4 separate regions of the Anser cygnoides genome follow, and regions 2, 3 and 4 are each linked to region 1. Evidence: chromatin contacts called from public Hi-C data. All regions are on one chromosome and are shown on one strand. The core of a region is the stretch at or near the end of the contact, and the rest is flanking DNA. Distances in the headings are between cores, read along the strand shown.

Region 1 (3,223 bases), core at 445-2,944:
AATCTGCTGGCCTGGGGAAGGGGAGGGGGGTGGTCTGGAAAAAGAAGGACCTCTGAGAAACAGCAGTAGCGTTGCTGTGACCTGCTGAGAGACCAGAACTAATTGATAGTAACAGTTGGGCCTGCCTTGAACTCTCTCTGGTGCACATTTTTAGTTCTGAAATGGTGATAATATTTCTGTGGAAAATACCTTCAGTAACAACATCTTCCATCTGTAGCTCCATTAATGTTAGTGGATCTGGGGAGATGAATTTGGCTCTCCTTACGGTGTTGTAACTCTCTTAAACTAAAAGGCCACTGCTTTGTTTTCTTGTTTTTAATCTTAACCAGGGACCGAACCACCACAGTTGTGAATGTGGAAGGGGACGCCCTAGGAGCAGGTATCCTCAATTACCTGAATGAAAAAGACAAGAAAGATAAAGAGCAGGAGCTAAAAGAAGTCAGCGTAGAAGCAGTTGCTAACAGCAAGTCTGAAGAGGAGACGTCGCCTTTGGTAACCCACAAAAACCAAGTCTCCAACGCAACCAGTACAGCAGACCCTGAATCCAAGGAATCAGTATTGTGAACTAGAGGCCGTTTGTTAACACGCGTCCTAGAAGTGGACCGGGGACTTGTTAACGCACCTAGACGTTTGCAGTGCTAACAAGGGCTGGATGGCTCTTGAAAGTTTTAAGTTCCAGTCTGTTTTCAAATTTGCTGACCACAGGAAGGGGAGGGAGGTGGGTTGGGAAGAGAAGGGGCAGCGAGAAAGAACGCTGGCTTTATGATAGTGTTTTGATAATTCCCATGTATACATGTATATATGTGTTGCATGTACACACACATATACATGTAGGGGAAAGCAATGCCATTTGAGACTTCTGTTTTTACAAGAGATCTGTTAGTAAAGGCCCTTATGAGTTGGAGGTGGGGAAGTAGACAAATCCCAGTAAATGCTTATCGTAGGGAGAAATTAGTAAGCTTATTGTGCTGCTGTTCAAATGGAGATACAGTTTAGAAACTCCAGAGTGGGTGAGAATGTTGCTTTAATTTAGTTTCTTGCCTGGAAACAGTTACTGTCAATTATACACACAATATGAAGCAACATTTTTCTCCCACTCCGCTTCCTCTCCTGTTCTCCAGTCACTTGAAAACATCAAATAGAACCTGGAAAGTAGTTGTTTTTTTTTTTTTTAAGTGTCATATCTGAATTAATCACAGGGGTCCAAACCTTGTTCCATTCCCCCGCTGCATTGCAGCTCGTAGCAGCTTTCTTGCCTTTTGGTGAGTAAATCCCAAACTTTGGAACCAAACGAAGGATATCTTAGAGCAGATCAGGAACTGGTTTTCTCCTCCCCTCTTAGCAAGTTGTTGAGAAAAAAGTCCAGAGGAAGCACAAATTTTGTTAAAGTAATCCCTCTGGGGCTTAAAAAATGTGGAGTCTGTTCCAGCATAAATATGTCTAAAAGAGGCTTGCCTGTGACATCAAGAAAGCAAGAAGTCAGTTCCCTTCATGAATACACACATGCACCTTTGCTAGCACTCCATGTCCTGCTCATGTTTGTTTAGTGGGTCAGTCCAAACAAATTAAGCCATATCCCTTTTCCGGCAAAATTGAACAGGGGAGAAAAAAATCTGAACACATGTGGGAACTGACGACAGGCAGGTCTGATTGTTGGCTTGAAAGGGGAAGAAAGGAGGTGAGTTTCTAACCTCAGTGATCTCTGGAACAGTTGCATACCTGTTCCTGCTAGGAATTTGGTCCTGTTACAAATGTTCAGTGATCTCTGAATGTTGGGACAGTTGTATCCCTTTTCCTGTTGGGAATTTGGTCCTGTTACAAACGTTCAGTGATCTCTGGGCGTTAGGACAGTTGTATACCTGATCCTGCTAGGAGTTTGGTCCTGCTACAAATGTACTTCCAGCAGCAGCTTACATTTACTTCTGGGTGGTGCTGGGCTGGGGTAATGCTTAATGGCAGATGGTAAACTTTGCTTGAAGCTGATCCAGATGCTTCTGGATTCTGACTCCACCTTTTTTCCTTTACCACAAACTTCCTGATTTTGCACCCCAAACCTGATCAAAGTCCGGCAAACATTGCAAAAGTCCTGTTGATTTCTCTTGGCATTTTGGACAGCAAGTAGTTACAAAATGATAGCTGTGCATACGCCAAGATTTGCCTGGACTTGTGACACTTTCCTTTGGCTGCTTTAGCGAGATGAGTGCATGTGGTCAGTCCTCCACACTGTTAACTCAGTAATATATATTTACACTTAGCTTTGATGTACAATAATGATAAGTCTCCCCTTTTCTTTCTCCTCTCTTGCTTCAGAGGAAGCTATCTTGGAAAGATATCCAGTTGCTGATGTTTATGTTCACGGCACTAGGAAGAGGCAGCTCCAATTTTATAGCAGCAGCAGCCTTCATTTGCAAAGCATCTTTCCTGGTAAAGGGACACAATGAATTTTGCAAAAAGACGCTCAGAATGAGATGTGGCCACCTCTGAGGGAGAACACAGTGAGTGCGTCATGACTGGCTGTTTAATTGTGTGCTGCAGCACTATGCAAACAAAGTAAGAAAGGATTAGTCAGCCCACTGTGAAACTACAGGTGAAGTTTGTTTTTAACCGGCTTATTTATAGCCATGTCCACAAAATCGGATCAATCGTTGGCTCAATTTAAAAATGGAAGAAGACAAATACAATTCTCTAGGGACATCCTTTGGCCAATATTTATTATTTCATTTTTGGCAGATCAAGACCTGCTGAAACTTTGCATTTCCTCCCGTTAGAATCATCCCAATTCCTTTCAACTCAGGAAACCAAAACTGTGCTTTGTAGCTGACAATGAAAGTCAACAAATAAGAAGCGTTTTGAAAAATGTTTGAGGTTTGAAAAAATGGTTCTCTACCCCCCCCCCCTTTTTTTAACAAGTCTAAATGTTTCATGGAAAAATGTGAATGCACCAGAACTGCAAATATTTTGATTTTAAAACAGTATATGGATACTTCAGGAGAACTGGAAATCAAAACTGTTCCCTGCAGGCTGGGTTCTGTAGATGCATTTCTATCTCCCATCAGACATTTAGCTCCTTTGATGCTCTCACTCACCATGACACATTCAGCTCAGCTGAAGACATGAGACCAGGCAGCACCCAAACGGTAATTCCTGTGAAGCGTCACAGCAACATTTGAGAATAGGAAGTTGCTCAGTTTTGATTTTTCCCCCCAGAGCTAATGTTGCCAAC
Region 2 (3,223 bases), core at 341-2,840, 200 kb before region 1:
AATCCCCTTTATGTGACCACACAACACGTGTTTGTAAGGAATATAAAGCTCACAGTGCAGCTGTTTCCATGAGATAGTGCTGAACATTAGTCAGCTGAGGGGGTTACTCTGCAGCATTGTGTGTTAACAATATGGAGAGGATTTAGCGAAGCACAAGAGCAGTTTTTACTTACAGTAGGCACGGAGGTGGGTGGTACAGCCGTGCCTAGCCATGTTCAGGGAGTATAAGCATCTCTAGAGGAGGCGAAGATGAGCAGTGGTTTGTTTGGAAGGCCAAAACTCTTCCATGGTTTAGCTGAGACTTAACAAATCTGGAAACGGGAGAAAGGGAAATATAAACAACCCTTCAAGCAGCTTTTCAGATCCTCTGCTTATCAGAGAGCCTGTGTGCCGAAGCTCGACCTCTTCAGATTAATCAGAGTGGATGATGTACAGCTCCTGAGCTGCAAGTGTGCATCAAGACAAAGAAAACCCTGCATCACTGTCATGTTGAGAGCACTTCTTGGGCAATGAATGAATAGTCATCCTCTTGGAAAAAACGTAGCTACGGCCATAAAGACTTCAGACTCCCTGTTCACTAAGATAAATTAGGGTACTGTTGGCTAAATTAAGTTCAGACAGTTGGGTAACAACTTGCAGTATAAACTTATCTGTCTGGAAAGGCTTTTTTATGTTCATAGCATAGTTTTTAAGGATGTTCAGCTGAATAACAGACCAAAACAGACCATTAAAAGTATCTCATAATTGCTGTAATTCAGAACAGGCTGGCTAAGGGGATCTTACAACAGAAAATAGCTTGGGAGGAAGAACTGGTGTAGCATTTCTGTTCATATGCCACAGTCTTTTAAAAGTTATTTTCCATCTTGTACACGTAAGTTTTGTCTACCATACTTCCTCTCAGAGCCTGGCTGAAAAATCAGTACACCACCGCTAGATAATAATAGCATGACTGAAATGGGAAGTAAGTTTTATGTGGTCTAGTGAGGTAACTATTAAACTTCATTTTACCTGCATGGAAGACACAAGATTTGATACTCTCCAGCTGAGGGAGAATAAATGGATGAGCCTTCCAGCCAAAGAAGGGAGACAGCTTCACATTTCTACACTTAACTTGCCTGTGGTTTATAACTCTCTTGCATCAAGCAATAAAAGACACCACTTGATTGCATAACTAAATAGCATCCTTGCTGCCTTGTAACTCTTGGTTTAGGACCATTGTTTCCATTATAAAATATCCGCAGAAATAAATGCGGATAAATAAGAATGAAACACTTTTTTTTTTTTCCCCAACCTCTAAGAAATTTATGGCGCTGTGTTAAAATGAACTTCTTTTTAAGAGGAGAATGGGGAGAAGAAACACGCTGGGATCGTGAGAAGTGAAGCTGGTGTTCTATGCTAGCTTTGCTTCTCCTCTTGGCTCGGTTGTTGTGCCTGCAGCGCTTCTCCCATTGCTTGGCGAAGGTGCTCTGTTTGCTAAGCACAGCCTGCACATTGGAGAAATAAATGTTGCTATGTGGAAGACCAAGTGGTTTTTAATTTAAGCAGTTGCAGTCCGTAAACTGTTCCAAATTAAAAAACTGCCCCTATGTAACTGGGAACTTAGTGGTTTGGTTGTTTATGTGTGCTTAGTTAACTGTTCATGTCTGTTTCTTAGTGCTTGAGCCCAGAAGACCTCGAGACCCTCTGAAGTTGGTGGGTTTGGATCCTTTGGTGATTTGTAGCCGTTAAAGTGGTGGAGCTAAAAAAATGGATTTTAACTGTGTGGTCCTGTAGGTTAGCTCTTAAAAAGGTGATGAAGTTACGGAAGTATACAGTGAGTTAGTTACACAGCGGCGAATGTGTTGATGAAAATATTGTTTGGGTATTACAAAACACAGCAAAGGGAGTTTCTCACTAAATGTCTACATAATATTGAAATGGCCGTAAATTCTTGTAAGAGGCCCTCTCAGAACAGTGGGTGTGTAATATCAAATAAGATCTCTCTGGTTAATCAGTTTCTTTTCTTGGCTTCTGGCCCCTGATCTTTGATCTGCCTTTTTTTTTTTTTTTTGAGAGAGCCTTCACCGAACTTCTGCATTCTGGAGGCTGGTCATGCCTCTATCATTTCAGTCCATCTGTAAATTATACTTTTAGCATTCCTTCAAATGCCCATTTCTGTCTCCTTTCTTATGTTCTTCTGCCAGATAAATGTGGAATATCTCATTTTTCTGACTAATGTACTGCAACTTTTACACTGTTTTTATTTATTCTTAGGTCTCCTGGTTGTGCGTTCAGTAGACACAAACAGCCCAGAGCCTGAGAGTTTCTTCCTCTGTATCCTCTTTTCCCCTGTAGCAGGAGAAGGGGGCTGAAGGGATGCTCCACTTCTCACCCTCCCCCTTCAGGGGACAGCAGGCTGCCCTGGACTTCGAGCAAGAGCCAGGTGGGGTAAAGGAGGGGTTGTGCTGAGAAATGGGGCTGCCTCCTCCAGTGGAGAGAGGGGAGGCAGGAGGCACAAAGCGCCGCTCTGCTCCATAGCTTACGGCATGGGGGTCGCTCACTGGATGAGCTGTCGTGTGCTGATGTGTGACTGGCACCACAGACAGAAGCAAGACATCTTTTTTTTTTTTTTACCCCCTGTGCACAGAGTTCCCTGAAACTTCACCCAGGGAAGCATTATAGTAGTTCAGTGGTGAAAGCTTCAATTCACATGGACCTTTTATGTAGTGTAGCCCAAAAATATTGTCTTTATGGCAAGCTTCAGCACCTCTTTTTTTCACAGCTCTGAAGAGCAACAGTGACCCGTCTCTGCTGAGTTCATGTGCAGACAGCTGGGGTGGATTTAGCGTGGCCAAGTAGAGTCCAGGATAGTGTTGCTGAAGGAATGCAGTGATTCTGTAGTCTTGTGATGAAGAATAAGAGGAAAAACAAATTTTATAAACCGAGAACTTTGGCCTTTCAGCTCAGAGGGCTGATCTTGTCCCCCTGTTCGTACAGCCCAGGAGATATATTCTAATCCTGTGGCTGTAATTCTCTTTTGGAGGTCTGTTGTGTCTGTGCTTTTTGATTGCCTCACGTGATGGTTACCAAATCTCTTACATATTTATCAAGAACTTTTGAGTGGTCACAGAAACTACGGGATTTTGAATTTGTCGCTGTTTGGAGAATCACAGTAAAGTGCTAGAATGGCAGCTCTGGCCTTCATTCACATCTCCAGTAAGTGTCTGTGAGCATTACTCCTGTC
Region 3 (3,223 bases), core at 313-2,812, 150 kb after region 1:
TCTTTGGCTTCCTGATACTTAGAATTAAGCAAAATACTTCATCTGATTTCCTACTTTGTAAAAACTGAGCTGCTTCCGTCCAGGGTAATTTGTGTTCTCTTCTTCTGTGTATTCTTCCCATATGGTCTATATGGACAAAGAGCAAAGAAAGCCAACTATGCCTTTTTGTCTCAACCATCTCCTGTTCTCCAAGGCTCCTTTTTGGTCCTGTTTTTACGGTAGCTCCTTTCACTTCTGGAGAATTCCCATTATATTTCAACCTCTCTTCGGAGGTCAGAAGCACTAGATACAACCTTCCTCCCCATCCTCCTGCAGAAGTCATCCACTCAAACTGCTGCTTCGCCTTCCAGGCTTGAAAACTGCTGCCTGCAATACAGCTTCCTGTGTGATTTACCACTCAGCTTTAGGGGAGCAGCCAGAGCCTTTGGCTATCCCAAAAGGAACGCAGTCTTCAGTTACTTTGCTTCAGAAATCATCCATTTAAAGTAAAATCAAGAAATCAGCAGTTACTTGGTACTTTGTATTTTCCACCAATTATTTGCATTTCCATCACCTCTCAGTGATTTCTAGGCTCAGAGTTATTTCAGCACACTAGCAGACGCCTACACGTAAAATTTAGGTGCTCTGACTACCATCCCTCCCCATTAAAACCACCTTGTGGTGGGCCACGGAACCATCCGGTTTTCATTTTCCTGTCCACACTGATACGGTGACAACCTCTGCTGCCGAGGCCACCAATTTCACCCATGTGCCCAACAGCTGCGTGACACCCATTAGGGGAAAAGCTGGGTGCTTCGTTAACTCAAACTGACGATTATATTTTTGAGAGGCATTTTTCAGAAGCCAGCATGGTTGGGCTGTCCCTGACATCCTCAGCTGGGGACACCTCCTGCACCCCGATCAGGCTTGTGGGAAGATGGCCAGGTTTTGGACCACGGTTTGCCTACAGCCAAGACGCTCTTGTGATAACAGAGGGCCAGGGGGAAACAAGCTGGGACGGCAATTTTTTGGACCCAAACAGAGCAATTGAGTAATTTGCTTTAACGGGGAGAGGACGTATTGACGGTGCAGAATCGTTCGCTGGCTTTCCAAGAATACATGGTGGGGGACGAACTTGAAGGAACTAGATTTTGACATGGAAGGAATACTTGAATTTTACTCTGTTCCTCATTGCTCACCATCTCTCGCTCCCACCCATCCAAAATACCATATAAACGGAAGTCCTCCCATTTTGAAAAGCTACCTCCTTAAATACATCGAGCAAGGGAAGCTAGTTTCCATCCCCCACCACGGCGAGAAGACCTCTGCTCCCCTATTAGAAAAGGACCTTGTCCTGCAGAAGGGTTCACCTTTGGCAAGGTAAGCAGAGTGCAGCGGCTCTGGCTCCATTCACATAATCCCTTGGCACACTTTCCTACGGGATCAAAAGTCATGAGTGACGCTGCGCTGACCCGGGAGCCCGGACCCGCTCCTACCAGGCTCCAGCCACAGATGTACGTTTCCCAACACTTAGCTGATGCCAAGGGACTTAGGAAAGTAAAAGAAAGAAAAACAAACAAACAGAAAAGCACCAAAAACCAGAAGGTTAAGGCTTATTAGGGATTGACGGCTTAGTGTAGTCACTGTATGAGGACTTACAAGCTGCATGTTGAATTTTCCAGGCTTCATTAAAGCCAAAATCGTGTCTGCAGTTTCTACCCATAAGCCTAGAATAGGCAGTGCTCCTTCCCCTCATGCCAGCGTTGATAAATGCCTGGGAGGTCCTCAAATACTTCAGGTCCATATACGGACCTTGCTTCCTTCACATGAAAGCTGTTTATTTTCGTTGTGATTTAACTTTATGTGAATGCACCAAGGCTCTGGCTACTCGCAAGCCATCACACGCCACCCAGCTCAGGAGCAATCTGCAGATCCCACGGGCACCTTGCTAGTTCAGAGCACCATGAAGCGAAAACAGCCACGTTGAAGCCAGCCCCCTTCACTTTTATGGTGGCAGCTGGGCAATTCGGCTATTCCAGGAAGAATGGTAACGAGGTAGGTGAAAATACTTGGTTTGTTTCTATTAGCAAGATACTGACTGTCCCCAGGATTAGATAACGCACATCTTTCACGTAGTTAAAAAAAACAAAATAGCCAAAAATCCAGCAGTAGCCTTAGTTCCCCTCGTTTTATGGGCTTCTAAAACTTTAAGACCGCTCTAATTGTTGGGTTTACGGCCCGCATACTACGCCTTTCATGCAAACTATTCTTAATTACGCTCTTAAATGGAGTCCTGTGCTATCTTAACCCTACAGATTCGTCTTCAGCAGCATTAAAAGCTGCAGAGGAAAGCATCCGCAGGGATCACCCAGCTGCATGGCAGCCGGCCAGCTGCTGCTGGGGCTGTCTCAGGTTGTTGGCCAGCCCCACCCAGAACAAAAACCATAATGAACCCGGGGAGGAGAGGTAGTGCAGCAAGCCACGTGCTGCTTTTATTGGAAGGGAAAGAGAACCCTTTAAAAATTATAGCTCGTGGGTGTGCATACGTACATATAAAAATATATTAAAAAAAAAAAAAAAGTGTGTGCGTTTGTAATTGCTGTTCTGAAGGATATTGAGAATTTTCCTAAACACGAAGTGACTGAATGATTATTTTTGAGATAACTGAATCACAGCTGCATTACCTAACTTTTACAAAGCATTTGTGCGTCTAAGAGACTGGCTCCATTCACGGGGGATACAAGCACTTTCCTGCACTTTGTAATTCCTTTGTCAGATAAAGCTTCCATTTTTCATTTAGCTGGAGGATGGGAAATGGCACCCTTCAGATTTGAGGATGGGGGGAATAAAGTGTCTGGGCCTATTTTTCTCCTAGAAGCCCTTAACCTCTAAAACACTTCCTGAACACCTTCTGTAATTCAATATACGTATATATATTTTTAGGAGGTAGCAGTTCTTTGCTAGCAAGGCTAGTTGACCAGAACATAAGCTTACAATTTTCCTCACTAACACTGCCACAAGTTCCTTCATTATTTTCTTCCCATCTTGACTTTCCAGCTTGCAAGGCCAGGAGAGATTCAGGTCTCAGACAGAACGGTAATTGCTCCACAAAGATCCAATCCGAAATTTGTTCCTCATTCTCTTCACTCCTGGTTTCCACCCAGGTTGCCACAGCAGATCAGGCGGGCAAAAACCACCATCACAGTCCCCTCCATCCCTGCACAACGTCACCACCAGCTGTGAA
Region 4 (3,223 bases), core at 467-2,966, 130 kb before region 1:
CGTGGTTTGCGCACGAACACCGGTCTCCTATCTTGATGAAGTGTGTATTTTAAAAATATGCAAATCCTATGCATGCACGTGTACCTATTAACCACTTCTTCCAAGGGTGAAAGGCTGCCTGTAAAAACACATGAAAAGTGAAGGGTTTGTGGAGGCACCGGAAGATGACGATGTATTTCTGAATTAGGTTTTAAAACTTCATTTTGCAGCTACCTGAAGTTAAGACAAAGCTGCCTTTAGGCGTCTGAAACTAGTCAGACCTGCTGTAGCAGTTGCACAGTCTGCTTCAAATATGCCCTCCACGCTCCTTTCAACCTCCACCCCAACATATATCCGCATAGTTTGCCTCCAATCATGGGTGGTTCTTTCTATAGCACAGTTCGCTCAGCCTTATTGCCTGCCTGGCACGCCAGGAGCTTTTCAAAGACTGATGTTACAGGCCTCGGTACGAAAAAGCTTGGAAACTGCAAAGGGAGGAGTTGGTAATTGTCACGTTTCCACTGAAGGCGAGCGCGGCTCAAACAGCTCAGGGGGTTCTGGGGAGGTCGAAGATCTGGGATCGAGAGAAGAGTTTTTTTCATTACAGATCATCCAAGCAAGTTTTCGGGTGAGTTTAGATCTTTCCACCAACTCAGGGTTCCTTTGAAAAAGGAACTTCTTTCTTCTGTTACTTCCATGTACCGCCCAGTTTTAAAAATAACATTAAAGAAAACAACCCACTTTTGCACTTTTCTCTTTTGTGTTCATAACATAGTAGAATACAATTTTATTCAAACTTCCCTGGAAGCAGAAGCTGCCAGATGAAATCAAATATGTCTTACTGGTGTGAAAGCAATGGAAACAAGCTTTGGCTCCCAGTAATTACACGGACTGAGATTCATGTCATTCAACGCCACTTAAAACTCAATTCCAATGTGTTATTAACGAGACGTTCCTCGTTAAGCCCACTGCTCATCAAAACACCGACCAGGTCATACAGACTGGGAACTTGGGGCGTTGTAGGGCAACCCTACAGTTATGTACCATGCAGGGCAGAGGACCGAATCCGGCCCTGTGTTTGGACAAGTGATGGCTCGAACTTGCACCCAGGGGACACTGAGCACGGCTATGACACACAGCAGCAGCCTGGCCCCTCTGATGTGGCAGTGGCCGCTGTCTCACTTGCCCCAGATGAGGCCTGGTCCTCAACGGAGCGAAGGCATGAAAGGCTAAAACTTGCTCTCTGGTGGCTCCCTGGCTCCGTAAGTCTTTTCCAGCTACCTTGCTCCTCGCCACAACTTGACGCCTTTTCTGAAGCCCGTCGGCGCCATACCCTCACGCTGCTCTGTGTCCCCAGAGATGGTCCCGGCTCTCCCTCGAGAACGCCCCTCGAAGCAACTCTTCCCCAGCCAGGAATTCCCCTTCGAGCTGGAGGAATCTCCCGGCCGCTGGTCGAGCATGGGAGCCTTCACAGCTCCTCCCGGTCGCTGTGCGCTGACACAGAGCATCTGACACACTCGGCCAGGCGAACGGCGCCGCGCGGTTTCTATTCTGCACAGTGACACACCGTCTCGTCCCCGCATGGTTAGCAGGGAGGGCAGGGACCCCACTGCGCTCGGTGCGGCACCAATGCGGGACGTGCAGGCTTATTTCTTCCACAAAGCTGCTGCAATCTCCCAGCCACGTTTGCTTTGAACTTTGTTTTTGCTCGACTTCAGTGCACCCAACGGCAAAGTTAGCGCTGCATTTACAGGGCTGCCTTTCCCCGCTTGCGTTAAACAGTCAGCATTGTTATTTTATTTTTTTTGAGTGTTTGCACTGGTAATGCTGAACAAACCGAAAAACCTGAAGCCTCTGCTATAGCAAACACAAAAACTGACTTTGTTTATAAAAGAATTAAAGAACTAACACATGTTGGAGGGTCTCTCTCCACTTACAGAAAGCAGGCACTTCTTCATGACAGCACAGTGTTTCTGACTGGCAGAAGTTTGGACGTAAAACAAGCGGCAGAAAACACGCAATGCTGGGCCCCCAGAGAAAGTCGGCACTGTTCTGGGATTGGCAAATTCGACTTCCTTCAAACTATTAATTAGCAAGAGATTCATCCACACTCGAGGCCCGTGCGCACTGCCAACCTGCTTCCATTTAAACTGGACCTTGCTCCCTCCTCGGGTACACTCGTGATCTTTGGACTCGGTAGCTGAGAGCTGCTGTTTCTGGCACTGATTTGTGCGTGTGCGCCTGCTCCGGCGCTGCTGCAACTGGAGCTGCCTCCTCCTGCGCCGCTCGCACGTAGAGAGCTGGCTCGGAAGAAGGTGTATCCCTGCTATCCAGACCTTATAAAAAGTAGATTACCAGAAAACTACTTACACTTTCAGAGCGCTGCGTTCTCCCCGCTTGACAGATTACACTTTAAGATGTTACATAAAAGCAAAAATGGTCACAAGTATTTTGGATCACCTGTCTGGCGTTAGCGCTCTCGGAGATGAACTGTGCCAGGAGTGTTTTACATCAGTGTGAAAAAAGTCAGAGTTCCTGAAAGGATTTTTTTTTTCCCCTATGAATTATTTATTGGAAAAATAAAAGCAGCTTGTGTAAATGATGGCAAAATCCTCCAAACTAGATACCGCATAAGATCTGTTGTACTTCATGGAAGCTAAAAAAAAATTGGAATATGAAATTTGAGGGTTTCCTTGATAGTAGTACATTATCTCAAACTCCTTGATGCCTCTCAGGCAGCCAATTCGAATGCCTGGATTATTTATATCATTATTTCTACCAAAACACTGAGAGAAACAGTGGCATTACTTCATCTTTCCCATTAAAAAAAAATAGCAGGTGTACAAAGGAATACAATTACATTTCTTAATAAATCAGCACCTACAGACGTATTTAATGTTCTTAAAGACTGCTTCATCTACAGACAAAACCTGAAGTACCTACGGCTAGCAAGTTTCTTTTTGTTTGTTTTTAATCAGCTTCAGAGAGAAAGAAATCAGCTCGACACAAAAAATCAAAGTGCTGTTTTAATATGCACAAAGTCTAGCTTCATTCGTTAGCAGTCCAATCCAGTTCCTGCCGAAAAGGAGTGGGCGGTTTTTGCTACCAACTTAAATGGAAGTAGGATCAGTCACGAAAGGAGGAAAACCTACAGCTGTGCTGTTAGGTGCTGCGGTGTGTGCCTGGACAATGGAAGTGCCCCCTAGGACCAGCTCTCATATACCTGCCTGGCAGCACAAAGTGA

Evidence for each region. A called contact is a pair of places that touch in the nucleus more often than the background predicts.
Region 2: a contact with region 1 is called in a Hi-C map of liver, with 2.1 times the contacts expected there. The contact joins two enhancer-like sites. A contact is called at or near these places in 2 of 7 Hi-C or Micro-C datasets (both in liver).
Region 3: a Hi-C map of liver shows a contact between it and region 1, with 17 times the contacts expected there. The contact joins two enhancer-like sites. A contact is called at or near these places in 2 of 7 Hi-C or Micro-C datasets (both in liver).
Region 4: a Hi-C map of liver shows a contact between it and region 1, with 2.0 times the contacts expected there. The contact joins two enhancer-like sites. A contact is called at or near these places in 2 of 7 Hi-C or Micro-C datasets (both in liver).

What each region holds. Positions count from the first base shown.
Region 1 is chr3:803,702-806,924 of Taihu_goose_T2T_genome, forward strand. It overlaps SLC1A4 (solute carrier family 1 member 4), which reads left to right. Exons shown (of 8, transcript XM_048060750.2): 8 at 330-3,223. The coding sequence ends at 564. Among named protein-coding and RNA genes, the nearest start is that of CEP68, 8.8 kb to the right of the region's middle. Within about 2 kb of position 1,695, at least 2 of the 3 cell types and tissues checked have open chromatin away from gene starts, as enhancers often do. A contact at or near this core is called in liver, where this site is marked.
Region 2 is chr3:606,016-609,238 of Taihu_goose_T2T_genome, forward strand. The region is part of intron 3 of AFTPH (aftiphilin); the gene reads left to right. Among named protein-coding and RNA genes, the nearest start is that of AFTPH, 19 kb to the left of the region's middle. Within about 2 kb of position 1,591, at least 1 of the 3 cell types and tissues checked has open chromatin away from gene starts, as enhancers often do. A contact at or near this core is called in liver, where this site is marked.
Region 3 is chr3:952,264-955,486 of Taihu_goose_T2T_genome, forward strand. The region is part of intron 1 of SPRED2 (sprouty related EVH1 domain containing 2); the gene reads right to left. Among named protein-coding and RNA genes, the nearest start is that of SPRED2, 31 kb to the right of the region's middle. Within about 2 kb of position 1,563, at least 2 of the 3 cell types and tissues checked have open chromatin away from gene starts, as enhancers often do. A contact at or near this core is called in liver, where this site is marked.
Region 4 is chr3:670,070-673,292 of Taihu_goose_T2T_genome, forward strand. The region is part of intron 1 of SERTAD2 (SERTA domain containing 2); the gene reads right to left. Among named protein-coding and RNA genes, the nearest start is that of SERTAD2, 63 kb to the right of the region's middle. Within about 2 kb of position 1,717, at least 1 of the 3 cell types and tissues checked has open chromatin away from gene starts, as enhancers often do. A contact at or near this core is called in liver, where this site is marked.